Regions from separate parts of the Sus scrofa genome. Here region 1 is linked to region 2. Evidence: chromatin contacts called from public HiChIP or PLAC-seq data. All regions are on one chromosome and are shown on one strand. The core of a region is the stretch at or near the end of the contact, and the rest is flanking DNA. Distances in the headings are between cores, read along the strand shown.

Evidence for each region. HiChIP or PLAC-seq counts read pairs in DNA pulled down with a chosen protein or histone mark.
Region 1: an H3K27ac HiChIP or PLAC-seq map of alveolar macrophages shows a contact between it and region 2. The contact joins the enhancer-like site here to the promoter of ATG5 in region 2. A contact is called at or near these places in 18 of 47 Hi-C or Micro-C datasets (alveolar macrophages, blood, brain and 12 more) and 1 of 2 datasets of contacts at active chromatin or transcription factors (alveolar macrophages).

Annotation. Positions count from the first base shown.
Region 1 is chr1:72,757,099-72,762,050 of Sscrofa11.1, reverse strand. CRYBG1 (absent in melanoma 1 protein) reads right to left here. Exons shown (of 22, transcript XM_021090505.1): 21 at 3,676-3,838. Among named protein-coding and RNA genes, the nearest start is that of RTN4IP1, 56 kb to the left of the region's middle. Within about 2 kb of position 1,435, at least 11 of the 83 cell types and tissues checked have an H3K27ac peak or open chromatin away from gene starts, as enhancers often do. A contact at or near this core is called in alveolar macrophages and embryonic fibroblasts, where this site is marked.
Region 2 is chr1:72,516,875-72,521,641 of Sscrofa11.1, reverse strand. ATG5 (autophagy protein 5) reads left to right here and starts at 1,277. Exons shown (of 9, transcript XM_021090470.1): 1 at 1,277-1,532. LOC110259431 reads right to left here and starts at 4,538. Exons shown (of 3, transcript XM_021084599.1): 1 at 4,463-4,538; 2 at 818-1,720. The coding sequence starts at 4,538. The coding sequence ends at 1,068.

The sequences.
Region 1 (4,952 bases), core at 186-2,685, 240 kb before region 2:
CTTAGCAAGGCCAGGGATCAAACCTGAAACTTCATGGTTCCTAGTCAGATTCACTTCGGATGTGCCACAACGGGAACTCTGACAGTGGTGTATAAAAATCCACAGCATTTAAGATGCTGAGTTCCACTGCACTGTAAAACCAGTAGGCTTTCTGTGAACTCCCTCTCACAAGAATATTTTCTAAGGGTGCCAACTAGTATTTCAGACACTTCAGTATTAAAAAATAGCCTCATAGCCTCTTCTTTCAATGGAGAAGCATCATTAACAAAAGGAAGGCTCATCTGACTTTTTCCAGTGCAGAATAAACATCCTTTCAGATCTCTTAGCCTTTTCAGCATAAGCCTCTTACCAACGTTATATACCAATGAGTCCATCAAAATACAAATCTGTTTACCTATTATGCAGGGTAAGTATGACTGGCATTCAAATCATATGGCAGCTTTAAGCCAAGAGGAATTAAACATTCTCTTAAAGCATTTATAAAACATTTAAAAGGTCTGGCCTTCCCATCGTGGCTCAGCAGTGACAAATCTGACTGGTAAGCATCCATGAGGATGCAGGTTTCATCCTCGGCCTTGATCAGTGGGTTGAGGATCTGGCGTTACTGTGAGCTGCAGTGTAGGTCGCAGACAGGGCTCAGACCCTGCGCTGCTGTGGCTGTGATGTAAGCCAGCAGCTGTAGCTCTGACTCAACCCCTAGCCTGGGAAACTCCATATGCCATGGGTGTGGCCCTAAATAGCAAAAACCAAGCAAACAAAAAAACTAAAAGGTCTGAAAACTTACACAGTAGATTTGGGTGGCAGAGAAGATCGCCTCTTCTGCCATCTTATAAGAACTGGTTTGTCATCATTGATACGTAGAGGACAGAAGATAAGAGCAAAGTGCCCTGGGCCTTTTATGTGTAAGTTTGCAATGGAAAAAAAAGTTTACCACCATCAGCAAACCTCGCCACCTCCATCGACACACACACACACGGTATAGTCCACTGAGATTTCAGAAAGTACTAAGGTCACAATCTCTTTTTTCATTCTAGAAAATTATAGTATCTTAAAACATAACTTCTGTGTATATTACATCATAATTCTAATTAGAGTCATGAAGACTAGAAAAGTTCTTGAAATAAACTGATTCATTCTTCTGCCTTTGGGGAGAATTAAAATCATCCCAGACTTGATGTTTTTAAAGTGAGCATGAATCAGCTTCCAACTGTTGTCATAGTGTCTGTGGTCTGGAACAATACACGGATGTCACCAAAACTCCAGGAGATAAGTCAGAAGAAAGATATTTGGTCTAATAAATCTCGGGGCAATGTTAATAGGTAACAGATGGTCCACAGCTATAGCTGAGGAAAGTCATGGTCTCCTATTAAGTGCCCTGAAGAGACGTAGCTCTCGTACAGTGTACAGTGAGATGTGTGGCACTACCCCTCATGTCCACAAGATGGCATCATCCTCCCACATCCTGAGATTTAAATCCAGTGTAACAGATCTATGGAAAGGTCACATAGAACAGCCTCCTTATTCCAGCGGTACTGAACTAATTTATGGTGCATGTTAGGAAGTGACCTTGGAGCTTTAAAGCAAAACCCTAAGGAGGAAGCTCCCAGAGTCTCATAGTTCTTGTCAGAGACAAGACTAGAACCCAGGTAAGCCTTACTACCCATGTAGCAAGTGGTGGGGAAATCCCCTCTGCTTGGAGCTTATAGAATGTAAGCTCTCTTAAGCCAAGGTAGTATCTTTTTTTTTCACTTTGATACCTGCCAGCACAGGGCCAGCCACAGTAGGTACACAATAAATACATGTGGAAAGAATAAAAGAAGTGTTCTGAGAAACTAATTCATAAGGATTACAATGACCTTAACCCTGGACATAGGAAATTGGTCACATTTATAAGAAACATGAATCCATGTTTTCCCCCAAACCCATTGTTTCCAATTTAGTCACATTTCTTTGGCTTCTCTGGAGGTTTTGAAACTTGTATTGTACAGACTGAGGAGGTCCAGTTCAACAAGCTGATCAGAGTTTAAGGTGTTAAATAGTTCGCACCTCAGGTTGCTCATCTATAAAATGGGTTTCCTACTTGTATACATACTGCAGATCGGCTGTGCTAGTGTATACACTAAAGGACGTGTCACATCCAGGGGCGCTGCCTGCCTTTTATACAGTGTCTGACGTGAGGCTGTCCAGCCTGGAGTCAGACACTGCTCAGTGCTGCTCCCTACATGGAGCGTCAGGCTTGTGCTCAGTTAGCTTAGTAACTTGCCTTCAAGCACCCTTCTGCTGCTCAGGTTCTTTGTGAGTTCTAATCCCATTGGTAAGTGGGCTGGCCACTCTTCCCCTCTTGACCATCTTCTAGAAGTGACTATTGAGGCTTATTCTCCATTTTTCAGAAAAGCCACTTTAAAGCCAGGTTGCAGGTGTTTCTTTACCCCCTATCTTAATTTTAAATGACAGCCTTGGCCCAGAGCCCTGACTCAAGTAAAACTTTCGAGCCATGATTTAAAATGGTGTGTATGGCACATTATGGTTTCACTAAATTTATAAACATAACCACACAGATAGGGAATAGAGCGTCTCCATTAATAATTTAAAGCAAAATCCCCCATGTGACATGAATAAAACATTGTCTTTGTTTGCCTGTCAGTAGCAACAATCCTTTCCTGTATTCCCATGTCTACATTAGAAGGTCAGTTTTGTTCTACATTGTTTTTAAATTTTAATCACTAGTTCTAGCCAGGCAGTATGGTCATTACCTGGGAACTTATTAGATAGGCAGATTCTTGGGTTCCACCTGAGAACCTAAATCAGAACCTCTGAGGCTGGGGCCCAGCAGTCTGTTTTAACAAGCCCTCCAGGGGAACCACTGGCCTAAATTTATTTGTTCTTCCCCAGGCACCACCAATCAGCTGGCTCCAGGTTAACTTTACTGAACAAGTGTTCAGTTGAAATCTTTTTTTTTTTTTTTAATTTTTTATCTTTTTCTAGGGCCGCACCCGAGGCATATGGAGGTTCCTAGGTTAGGGGTGTAATCTGAGCTGTAGCCACCGGCCTACACCAGAGCCACAGCAACGCTGGATCCGAGCCATGTCTGCGACCTACACGACAGCTCACGGCCACGCCAGATCCTTAACCCACTGAGCGAGGCCAGGGATCGAACCCGCAACCTCATGGTTCCTAGTTAGATTTGTTAACCACTGACCCATGACAGGAAGTCCCCCAGTTGAAATCTTTGGGGCTGTGTTGTTTGTCTTCATTCCTTTTCAGCCTTAGGTCATTGCAATGAAAGGTTATATGCATATACATGAGAATTACCAACTCTAATGACTTGGTAAGATCGTAGCCTTTTAACATGATTTGTTTAATGTAGTTATAATAAAACGGATGGTTTAAAGTGGGCCCACATCTGGATTCTACCTCAGCTCTTATGGGTATGAAGTGGTGGCCAAACTGCTTAACCTCTCTGAACCTCAGTTTTGGGGCTGTAAAGTTGGGGGAGGAGGGCTAACACAGGCCTCTTCAGGCTGCTGTAAGACCACAAGAGAGAAAATGCAGGTCCAGTGTCTAGCACAGTAAGGGGCACTTACTATTAATAGTACACCCATCATGGTCAAAAGTAAAGAAGAACTTTTAGTTAACTGAAGACACAACAAAGAAAATGAAGGAAACAATCCTTACCTTTGACATCTAAAACTAAATTTGGCTTCAGCTTGCTGTAGATCCTGCCGTCCGGCTTCATGCTCCAGAACTGACTGTCAATGTTCTCTTCCAGCGCCAGGCCCAGTTTAGAGCCGGAGGTTACGAGGCTCCCCACGATGGTCAGGCAGCAGTCTTCTGCTATCTGCTCCATGGGAAAGAAAAGGCATCTGAGAGATGGATGGATACACATTCAAGTACCCCTGTAAGCAGCTCCCTGTTTACGCTGATTTTTAAAGTTATTTTTAAAGCTTCCTAGCTTCATTTACCCCACATGAGATGTGTCTCCTTCTAGCCGGGGCAACTGGAGTCAAACAACAAATTTGTATGCCTTTCATTTCAGATGACACGAGTAATGGAAAGTTCTCAGTTCTTGCGTGTGTGTGTGTCTGTGTGTGTCTGTGTGTTTATGGTCACACCTGCGGCATATGGAAGTTCCCAGGCTAGGGGTCAAATCAGAGCTATAACTGCCAGCCTACGCCACAGCAACACCAGATCCGAGCTGTGTCTATGACCTATACCACAGTTCATGGCAACACTGGATCCTTAACCCACTGAGCAAGGCCAGGGATTGAACCTGTGCCCTCATGGATACTAGTCAGATTCATTTCCCCTGAGCCATGATGGGAACTCCGAAAGTTCTCAATTCCTGACCATTGTAAGAGACTTGTACCCTCTGAGGTGCTCTGCCTTATTAGTAAGGGAAGCCGAAGAAGGTTAAAAGTACCCATCATGATATTTTTTCCCTCCAAGAAATGACTGATCTGCGGCCGTGTCTGCAGCTAAATCGTCCCCTGACAAATCCATCTCACTCAGCCTGACCCCTCCAGAATATGACTGCATCTCTGTTTAGCACTGAAGTTGCTAAGGCTGTTTAGCACTGAAGTTGCGAGAGGGGCATTTTATCATTTGAAAACTTAAAATTCTGTTTAATAATTTCTCTTGTCTTCCTTCATGAGAAATGTCTAAAATTTTCTAAAAAGGCGTGCTATGCTACTATACAAAGAGAAAACACAAATGCAGTAGGGTATGTTCTAATTCTATGGGTCCTTCTATGAAGTGTATCCGCCCGTAATACATCAACGAGGTATGGCTGTCCTGTTCATATGACATGAACACGTACTGCTATAGAAAATGCTCTGCCAAGCGTACTGTTCTCTATTGAGACAACAGGGTTGGGACAACCTAGACACTTTACTTTTTCTCACTGACCTACCAAATTCAGAGCTGTTAAATAATGTCACTGAAAGTTTCATTAG
Region 2 (4,767 bases), core at 28-2,527:
AACACAGTAGTGTTTACTTGGCATGCATGCATTATGTTGAATGGCATGTGTAATTAAGAGAAAAATGTTAAAGACCTGGTGGGACTTTTGGATAGATCCAATTCAAACACTCTAGAAGTGAGTTTATTAATTGCTTGTTATTTTCACCAACAGGAAGACATGGATACGCACAGTTGTATGGATGGAAGGGCTTTAATATTCAGATAATTTAGTCTTCTGTTAAATGTGGCTATTAACCCTTGCTGTGGCTCTGACAACATGGGAAAGATAAAATGAGAAGATAGATATGAAAATGAAACAGGAAAGAAGTGGACAGGGCACAACCTTTAGAAGAATGATGTAGCCCTTGAAGACACAACAAAAACTGATCAGAACCTACTAGGCCCAAGATGGAGGGACATTTGACTTCCAGTAGACCTTGAACCTCATTATATGCTCACTGTCCTATATCAGCATGCTAAATGACACACCCACAGGCACCTTGACAGTTCTGTGGCAGATCATAAAAGGCCAAAAAAGTGGGCAGTAGCCCATTTTCCAGTAGCCCTGGAAATCCCTGCCCTTTCTCCAAAATAGCTGGAATAACTCTCCCACTTGTTAGCCTATGACATCACCTAGCCCATAAAAACTATCCACTCCACATTTTGGGGCCACTCTCTGGCCTTTTAAGGTGCGCCATATCCTGTCTATGGAATGTGTATCTTCCAGGCTGCTCTTGCCTTCTGAGCGGCCCATACTATCAATAAATCTACTTCTTACCTATCACTTTGCCTCTCCCAGAACTCCTTCTGTGCTTAAACACTGAGCTTGAACTTACCAGTAAGTCCTGAGACCAGGTGTGTGGTTTTAAGTAAAACACAGTGGGTTCAAGTCCCACCCTGAGTCTTGACTGGGTCTGAGTCCCAGCCAGTGGGTTCAAGTCCCATTCTGAGGTGGACGGCTTCAAAAATATTCTGAAAACCAACCTTTTACTACTATCACTCTGTGAAGCCAGGAGAGGGATGCCGCGCTCAAGCTCTAGCGAGACGATGTCTCAGCATTTGTAAAACTCTTTGCTCTTAAGCTCTCTAAACACCAACGGCTATGCCAAACGCACAGGACTCTGGAAACTGCAGAAGCTCTGAACTTGCCAGAGGTTTAGCCTCACATTCACGCTCTCCGCTCAGTCTGCGCATGCTCAAGCGCTGCCCTCCTTGCGGGGTTGGGCCCAACTCAGAGGGCGGAGTGGCGGGCCACGTGGGTTTCGTGACGTCATCTCCGGGCGCCGAGAGTGACTGGACTTGCGGTGGGCTTCCCGGCTGCAGGTTGTCTTGGCTGGATACCGGAGGGCGGAAGTGCCGCAGGGCTTGGCTCCGACCTCCGCGCGGGTGCCTCCTGCGGCTGTGCCGGCCCTCGGGGCTACCAGCTGGGGAGCCTCTGCGGGACAGTGTGTCGGGTGCTCTGCGCCGCCGCCCCGCCAGTGCCCGGGACCCGAGCGTCCTCACTAGTGCGGGAAGCCGGAGGAGAAGCCGGAGGAGAAGCCGGCGCTTCTGGTAGGGTATATGTGTGTCTGTCACCCCAGAGTGAGGAAGTGGGTTGGGGAGGTGCCGGGTAGGTGTGGTAAGAAGGAGGGGCGTGTGGCTGGTGAGAGGAGCGCTCCTCAGGGCGGTGGTGGCGCCTGAAGGTGTTCCTCCGAGGGAGATGGCGTTGGCCAGGCGCCGCCCCCGAGCCCTAGTGCAGGCTGTAGGGTGTAGTCTGTGCGGTCTCTTGGGGAATCGGTCTGCTTCTTACTAATGTAGGAAGCCAGGGTCTCATTGCGGGCTCTAGAGTTTTGTTCAGGACCTGCGTTTTTCGTGGGATAGTAATTTAGATCATAGTTATTTTACAGCCCTTGGATTCTATCCGAAATCGATGGGTATTTCTCCTAATTTATCTTCTCAACGGCACTCATTGTCTCATTTTAATAGTAACATTTAGTCCCAGCAAAGCCATTTTCCGTTGGCAAAACACTTTGACATACTTTAATTATACTTTGGATTAGTTTCAAGTCACACCTGAACTTGAGGAACCTAGGGAAACTGGATTGGTTCTAGATTTTTCTGAGGGGTGGGGAGACACAGCCTGTTTTCAGCAAGAATCAGAACCCAGAGACTATTAAGCAGCATTGAAACTTCCAAGGCCTTCCAGAATTTACTTGATAAATTTCAGAGCCTTTGGGAGTATGGGTACTTGAATCTTAACCGAATTATGTTGTGATTTCCATAAAGGGAGTTATTGGTTGAATTTGAAAGTAAAGATGTTGGGCTGAGAGTAGAAGTTGAGGGAAATTATAGAATTTTACACTGAGTTTAAACGTGTGCTTTAATCCTCGAAGTTATGCTGATTAAAATGGGAAAAGTGAACAGAATGGTACTATATGGATATAAATTTTTAGAATAATGTACACATTTCAGGTGTAGGTTTGCTTTATTAATTTAACAGATATCAAGTGCCCGTTATGTTCCAGGCACTGAATAAAAAGTAAACAAAACAATAGACAGTGAACAAGGCAATAAAAATCCCTGCCATCATGAAGTTCACTTTGAGGGTGTGGGGGAGACATTAATATAAAAATTATTTAAGGGAGGAAATGGGATGGACAGGGAGTTTGGGGTTGGTAGATGCAAACTATTACATTTAGTATGCAAAATCAATGAGGTCCTACTGTACAGAACAGGGAAGTATATCCAGTCTCTTGGGATAGAACATGATGGAAGACAGTGCGAGAAAAAGAATATATATGTATGTATGACTGGGTCAATATGCTGTAAAGCTGAAATTGACACTACACCTTAAATCAACTATACTTTAATAAAAATAAAATAATTAAAATGCGTGTCAGGTGGTGAAAAGTCCTTTGGAGGCAAAATAAAGCAGTGAAGGGGAATGGGTAGTGCTGGTGCCATGCATAAGAAATTGTGGTGGTGGTGGACTTAGAAAAGATGACATTTGAGCAGAAACCTAGTATGAATAAATAAGGGTGTCATGTGAATGTAGTGGAAAGGGCCATCAGAGCACCCACAAGGTCCTTGAGGCAGGAGCACATAAGCTAGTTTGGCTGGAAATGGGGGAGCAAGGCAGGGAGAGAAGTGGATAATTCAGTCAGAGTGGGGGCCAGGTCATACAGGGCTGGTGGGACTTTGTAAGAACTTTAGATTTTACTTTGAATGAGACGGTTATGTTGCAGGAAAACGGGGTGCAAGAGGATGACATGTCCCAGGTCTTGGGCGAGTTCCTGGGATGCGCCACCAAGTGAGGGTCCTTGGCTTCATTCAGGGAAGAATTCAAGAATGAGTCGTAGCAAAGTGAACGCAGGTTTATTTATAGAGATACATACACATTCAATAGAATGTGGTCAGTCTCAGATGGAGAGAGTGACCCTGAGTTTTTTGGACTGGGTAATTTCATTGGCTAACAAGTGGGAAGATTATTCCAACTATTTTGGGGAAGGGGTGTGAATGTCCAGGAATTGGGCCACTGCCCACTTTTTGGCCTTTTACAATTGGCCTTGGAACTGTCATGGTGCCTGTGGGTGTGTCCTTTAGCATGCTGATGTATTATAATGAGCTGTATTGAGGCTTAAGGTCCACAGGAAGTCAAATCTTTCACCTTCTTGGGTGTAGTAGGTTCTAATCAGTTTTTGTTGTGTGTCTTCAGTGGCTGTGTCATTCTTTTAATGGTGTACTGCCCCCTTCTGTCCTGTCTCAATAGGGTTGTTTTTTGTTTGTTTGTTTTGTCTTTTTAGGGCTGCACCCATGGCATATGGAAGTTCATAGGCTAGGGGTCAAATCAGAAATGTAGCCACTGGCTTACACTACAGCCACAGCCATTGCAGGATCCAAGCAACCTACACCACAGCTCACGGCAACGCCAGATTCTTAACCCACTGAGAGAGGCCAGGGATAGAACCTTCATCCTCATTCTAGTTGGGCTCATTACCACTGAGCCACAACAGGAACTCTCTCACTAGAGTTTTGAAAGTTGAGACCTCTGTTGGTAGGTCATTGTATTTATCAGGGTTAAAGGTCAGGGTGACTTGGATCAGTGTGTTAATTATAGTGATGGTAAGAAATGGCCAGATTCTAGATTTGTGTCTAAGCTAGCGCCAGCTGGTGTGAAGAGGGGTCATGGATGCCTCCTGGGTTTATGGCCTGAGCAGCTGAAGAATGGAGTTACCATATAGTGATTTAGGGAAGACCACAGAGTTAATAAAGGAAAGAGGAAGGCCTGAAGTCATTTTCAGTTTTGCACCCGCTAAATTTTCCAATGAATTGTCAGTGTACAATAGTGTATATGAAACTGTAGTTTAGAAGAGAAACTTAGTGAAGTAAAGCGACTTTCCTTGGATTATGTGTGATCTTAAAACATGCAACAATGTCAGCTCTTACATTTTGTACTCTTCCCAACATAAAGTTTCCTAAAAGCTGACACATACTATTCTTACCCACTTCTTGCTTTTGCTGATGCTTTGCCCTGCTTGGAATACTTGTCATCTTTTTGCTTGTACATATGCTACCCATTCTTCAAGTTTCATATCTTTTAAAATTCTTCCCTGAAAACACTATAGGTTCTATTAATATTAAACTTCTTCCCCTCCTCTCTTATGAAAGCTCTCACAAAGTAAATTTTAGTTATAACCATGAGCTTTTTTGAGTTGGAAGGAACTTTGGCAGTTGTTGTGGTATGATGGAAACAATATGAGATTGGAAAGCAGAGACTAAAAAGGTGCAATGAGGAAACAGGTTCTGC